Linked DNA regions of Anser cygnoides: region 2 is linked to region 1. A link is a contact called in public Hi-C data. All regions are on one chromosome and are shown on one strand. The core of a region is the stretch at or near the end of the contact, and the rest is flanking DNA. Distances in the headings are between cores, read along the strand shown. Region 1 has its middle 67 kb from the start of GATA6. Region 2 has its middle 77 kb from the start of GATA6.

Evidence for each region. Hi-C and Micro-C count contacts between places; a contact is called where the count stands out from the background.
Region 2: a Hi-C map of liver shows a contact between it and region 1, with 5 times the contacts expected there. The contact joins two enhancer-like sites. A contact is called at or near these places in 3 of 7 Hi-C or Micro-C datasets (granulosa cells and liver).

What each region holds. Positions count from the first base shown.
Region 1 is chr2:113,621,622-113,624,720 of Taihu_goose_T2T_genome, reverse strand. No RefSeq gene overlaps it. Among named protein-coding and RNA genes, the nearest start is that of GATA6, 67 kb to the left of the region's middle. Within about 2 kb of position 1,665, at least 1 of the 3 cell types and tissues checked has open chromatin away from gene starts, as enhancers often do. A contact at or near this core is called in liver, where this site is marked.
Region 2 is chr2:113,765,292-113,768,267 of Taihu_goose_T2T_genome, reverse strand. No RefSeq gene overlaps it. Among named protein-coding and RNA genes, the nearest start is that of GATA6, 77 kb to the right of the region's middle. Within about 2 kb of position 1,562, at least 1 of the 3 cell types and tissues checked has open chromatin away from gene starts, as enhancers often do. A contact at or near this core is called in liver, where this site is marked.

The sequences.
Region 1 (3,099 bases), core at 416-2,915:
CAGAGAGTCTGCACTTATTCCTGAAGGTTAGTGCTGGGCTAAAGGTTACCATATGCTCTAGGAATGCTCTGCAAACACCAATGAGTGGCCATGAAAGTTGAAAACTTGAAGTTACTATACAGTCAAAGGTGGTTAATTGCAGCTTCTACAACCTGTTTGCCCAGGTATATAGAGCATTCAACTGCTTGGTTACAAGGGATGTTAGCTTTTCTCCTCACACATGACTGACTAATTTTCTACATACCATGTGAAAGAAAATGCAAATAAAAGTGGTTTTCAAACAGAACAGGTTTTCTTTTCCAGTGTGGCCTCTACAAAACTTTATAAGCTCAACAGTGGCTGGTCAGAAAGAAAAGATCAAGATCCACAGCCACGTAGCCTGGAAAGGAAATGGAATGGAGTTTTAAAAACAGAACAAAACAAAACAAAACAAACAAAACAAAACAAAACAAAACAAAAAAGAGGAAAAGCAAACGTTAATATTGCCAGGAACTGCTTCTGGTTATGTTGTGAGGTCTCCATCTATTTGGCAAGCTGTTAAATCCTTCTGCACACCACACACATCCCTTGGCATCTGATGTGGGCAGAAGCATGTGGTAAAGACTGTTTTCCAAATGTTCTCAACTCTTCTAGGTGCTATGGACATTTCATCCTAAATAATAAGTATGGGTGGGCATCAAGGAGTGTAGATCCATAGAGGCTGCATTTATCTTGACAAATTGTGCCTGTAGTTCTCCAAGGACCGTGAAGGCAGGGACAGAGAGGAGTAGGGCAGGCAAGCAAATCAGAAGCACGAGCAGGATGGGGCTTATAGCATCATATCGTGGGACCCAGCTATAAGCAACAGAAATAGAAAGGAAATAACTGTGCTGGCCTGCCTTTACCACCTGGCTGGAGCTGTGTTCAAGCTGAAAGGTAGGTGTCCTTCTCCCAGCCATGGTTCGTGCTGTGGGGGAAGATGTTCCTCTGTGGGAACGTCTCCTCATTTGCAGAAACTGAGTGAAGGAACAGGCTGAGGTGAGGAATGTCAAGCTAAAATGCAATAGTAAAGGGCCCTTAAGGCACATAGGGGACTTCCCTTGTGACTGCAAAGTGCAAACTCAAGAACATAAATCACAGAATATTCAAAGGCACAAAAACACTGGAAATAAGACTGAAGTGGAGCTGGAAGGCAGAGTAGTGATTAGGACTTCTGACAGTACAACTCAGCCGTTCTTTAAAGGTCTTAGATCAAATGTTTAAAAGTGATGGGTTCTTAACCGCATCAGAGTCTGTACTGAAACATCTCTGTCCCCAGCCATCTAAGCAGCTGAATAATCTACTGCAAAATGCCTATCTTGGCATCTCAGCAAAGAGCTACTCCAAGCAGCTGGCTTCTTTGGAAACAATTGTCCCCATCCACACTTTCTTCCTTCTTCAGAAACAAACAAACAAACAAGAACAACAGGAAAACCAAAAAAGCCAAAGCCTTTCACACCTGGTAGAAGATGAGATGCATTGCTAGTAAAATGACTTGAGGAGGGAAATGAGTCAAAAGTTGTGTTATTAATCCGGACAGGTAGGAGAGGACAGCACACAGGACTCTGATGTTTTGCCCTACCAGCACGGGAAGGGTAGGCTGCAAAGGAGCAAAAGGCAAAGCAGAAGAAACCCCCAGTAGTAGGGCTGGAAGGAAAGCCTTGCTGGCCACACTCAGCTGCAGACAAAACCTCTGCAGCCGGATTACTGCCCCAAGCCTTACCTTGTACCAGGGGCAGGTACAAGATCATTCCTTCAGGAAAAATGCACCTAAAAGACAAAATGGCAAGCACAGTGCTGACTAGGACACGGGTCTGGTTAATATTATTAAAGGAACAAAATTTCCCTTCCCCCAGAGGGAATCTCTGGGCCAGAGATTTGTGTGCAAAATAGCTCAAGTTTTTCCCTGTGGTCAAAGACCGGTGTTTTATTTATTCGCGGTCAGTCACATTGGACTTGTGTCACATTTTGCTGTGGTACTCCATTATTTAATAAAGTCCCGTGGACACTGGCCAATGCTGCTGCTTGACACGGACCGCTTTCTGACATTGCACCTGGCCAAGTGGATCGTTTTTTTATTGAGAGAGGAGGGGAATTAAAGGTGCAACAAGAAATTGTTTTTTAGCCCAAAGGAAAGAGAGTTGTCAAACCGCACAGCACTTTTTTTTAATTTAACTTAACTTGTTAGATGAATACAGCTGCTTATGCCACAGAGCACTTGTGTGTATGTATCAAGCTGCTCTTAAATCCTTCTTCTAAAACAGTGCACGTCTCAGCGATTTCCCATTGCAACCAAAGCAATAATGTGCCCATCCACAAGGGCTCAACTTCACCCTTCCTAAAGGTCCTGAGCAAGACCCCTCAAACCACTGCACATTCCCCTGTCCCAGCAAGGCAGCTCGGCCCCTGCCACCTCCTGCTGTGGTCACCGACTTCCAGAGCCAAGTTTTATCACCTCTCCTCAAAGTGAGGATGGCTACCACTGCTCACCACCACCCTGCAGCTTCTTTTTCCCCATTTCGCAGACCTGAATCTTGAATAAAAGGCTCTTAGGATGGATAACACAGCAGGACTGTCATACCAGCCCTGATATTGCGGGGTTGAAGACAGAGCGAAAATGGGGACCTGTCTGCCTTAATGAGAACATTTCAAGATGGCAGCTACAAGGCCTGGGAAAATAAACCAGGGGAACTAGACAAGAGAAAATTATAAACTGTTGAAGTCCTGGAGTACTTCCCGGTATTCAAACAGGTAATAGATTTGTTTAAATAACTGGAAGTAGTTTCAAAACGTCAACTTTGCTGCATTGTCTAGCTTCTCCTTTCTGGTCCGGTTCCAGTCCAGGAATGATGACTGGGAGGTTTCTTCTTACATGAGCTCAGGGAAAAGCACCTACTGCAAAAATAAAGCAAAACCCCACAGCACTTCAGTGGGGAATTTTTCAGCTGGCACACGTCTAAAGCTTTCATGATTTCCTGTTGTGCAGATAGCTTTGGGGAAATGGTTACATGACCTACTGCTGAAATGGCATCAATGAACTATCCACAGAACTAAATAATTAAGCTAGATAAATGTGACACT
Region 2 (2,976 bases), core at 313-2,812, 140 kb before region 1:
ATGTTTCTTTAATTGGCTTAGTTAGCCCCCCTCACCTTTCAGCACTTCAGGAATGACTCTTTGAAGAGAGCCATGTACAGAGATTTAGCTGACATTTAGTGACACTAGGCTCTACAGTCTCCAAAATATGACTGATGTCACTTGTTATGTTCCCTTGGGTCTCTGGGGACAAAGTCACTCTTACCCTGAAGCATGCATTGACAATCTCAAGATAACACTTCTTTGACAGAGGCAGGGGCCCTGTTCCAGGGTCTAATGTAATCTCTAGAAAGTTTCCAATCTGGGCATTGTTTGTTATTTATATTTCATATCTGGACTTTGTGTTTGCCTTGCGGTGATTTTAGCATGAAAGTTGCTAACAAGAACAAAATCCATACATTTTTCTCCTGGAAGGACGTGCTGAGAGGTCTACGGTCAGATGGAGGAAACCTTGTTCAAGCTGAACAAATTCAAATGGACCTAGAAAAAGGATCACAACCTGTGCTCTTGTTCTGCAAAGAAAGCCACCAGCACTGAGAAGACTGGGGGTAAGGTGTGAATGAAACTGAAACTGACTTTAACTAAATTAATCTAGAAAGCCCACTCTTACTCTGGAAATACCCTTCATGACACCAGGGAAAGAATTGTAATCAAAAGAGAGAATTTTTGGTTTGTTTCTTAGCCTCATAGGGAGGGCTGGCTTTATTAATTTTGCTTTCACCCATTACTTAATTGTATTTTCGTTGCCCACACACAGTGGAGATAGGGGAGGACGAGCTGCTGATGCCCTCCTCGCAGAGAGGAGTGCTTTGATGCCAACCTCGTCATGGCCTCGGCGACAAGGAGAAGACCCATCAAGTGCCATCGAGTGGGCCTGGGGGATGCTGCTGGCTGGGTGGGCATCCCATCGGCATGGACAGGACCCAGGCAAGGCGGCAGCATCCCTGCTCCTCTGTGCATCCCCGCTCCCCTCTGCATCCTCCAGCATCACATCATTTTCCCTACTGGGGAGGAGAACGGGGGCAAACCCACCTACCTGGGGACAACCCCAAACTGTCTTACAGTTTGGAGGGCTCGGAAATCGCCGTGGGGAGGGCTCCCCGTGGGACCCCCGGGCATCCCCACGGCGGCGCCCACCCGTGGCGCGGGGGCTGCGGGCACACGAGGGCGCTCGCAGCAGGGCTCAGCCGGCTGTGCGAGGCACGGCTCCTGCCCTCGCTTCTTCTCCAGGATCACTGCGCTATTTTTTTTTTCCCCCTAAAAACGACTTTATGATTATTTTTAAAGAGGAGTGAAATAATAGTTTGTCTCTTGAAGACCAAAGGCTAAACCAACTGATAAAATTCAGCTGCTATCTGGGATAAATGCAGCTGAAACTGCCAAAACAAGCCTGACCTCACTTCCTGCATGTGTGCACCAAAGGTTTTCACCAGGAACTCAGCGCTCAGCAGAGCAGGGCTGGCACAGAGGGGAAAGGAGGGTACGTGCAATGAGGAAATGGTATTTCAGCAACTAGCCCATCTTTACTGCTTTAGTGCAGTCTTGTAAATATTAATTTAATCATTGAGGTTAATAATTCATTAGTGGCAGCAAAAACTCGAAGAGGGAATGCCACAGCAGCTTTTTACTCTTTTTTTCCTGCTGTACCTTTGATGAAGCTGCAGGCTTCCTTGCTGGTGGCCACCCTCCCCAAAAGCCCTCAGTGGGGCAGTAGCAGTGTGAGTACTCCCCTGTTGGAGTACAGCTTTGCCCTCTGGCTCAGGAGCAGTTGATGCCCTATATCTACCATTCTCTCACCAAAACCCCGGCGAGCAGTCAGAGGTCATTGTGAGCCCCCTGTGCAGAAACCTGAAGTCCTCGCGCTATATTCCAGCAAAGAGCCGAATGGAGCAAGCAGGGATGGAGGGAGAGGGTGGCATGGAAAAGCAGGTCCTGGAACAAAGGGGCCAGCTCCCTGCCTCTACCTGAAAAGGAGTTAAGTTAAAATTTGTTCTGTGTCGTAAGGTTTGAAGTTAGCCATGTACAGATGGGTAACATCTCTGGTACAGAAACCTGAGGTCTGCCTCAGCCAGGTTCTCCGGGTGATCTGAATTGGCACTGACAGCTAAGGGCAAAGGCAATGTTAAAAATGGGTTTTGTGCATGCTGGCTGAGGTGTTGAGCTGGGCTGCTGTATGGCAGGGTGTTTGGGCCATTGCCGTGAAGGGACCACAACGCATCCTCTTATCTGATACTGCTCCAGGTGAGTATCAGTCTTGCCGTGGTCATGGTAATAAAGGCTTTCTGTGTGAACGTGGGCCATTCACACACACCTGCTCCTCACCCCAGGAGATTTTGGGAAAGATGGGAGCAGCTTATTCATGCCACCTTGCTTTCCATGAATACTTCTCTCCCCCAGGCAGCAACTTGGGCTGCAGGCAAGATGGAGATGCCTGTGCCCTACCACGTGCTCAGGGTAAGGCCAATGCTCCAGAGCATTTTGGGTCGACAGCATATGGGCAGGCTGATTGTACTGGGATGGAGGAACATGGGGAACATGGGATGGAGGCCTGGGCATGTTACCTTAGAGGATCTCAGTTACCTCTAGTCCTCGTGTATGTTAGGCCTCTGGGTACACAAGATGGGCAGAAAATCCAGGGAAAGATAATTTAATAGTAGCTTGGAGAAGAAGGATTTCCCACTGCAAAAATAGACTTTTTCCACAAGGAATTCAGGGTTGCCTCTCCCAGAGATGAATGCATAAACTGTGAACATTCTTTCACTTGCCTATTGCCACATCAAAGAAGCAGTGGGAATGAGTTCCCAGTCTAGCTCAAGTAAATTATAATACATTCCAGTAAGGTGCCTGTATGTGTATTTTTTTTTATTTTTAAATTGCAGTATTCCCGCTGTTACTGGGAAGACGCTTCACTTGTCAATAAACAGATTCCCAGCCTTGCTCCACTGCTTTCTATGGACACAACTGCCAGGGGCTGCATTTCTGTCAGAAACACTCCTC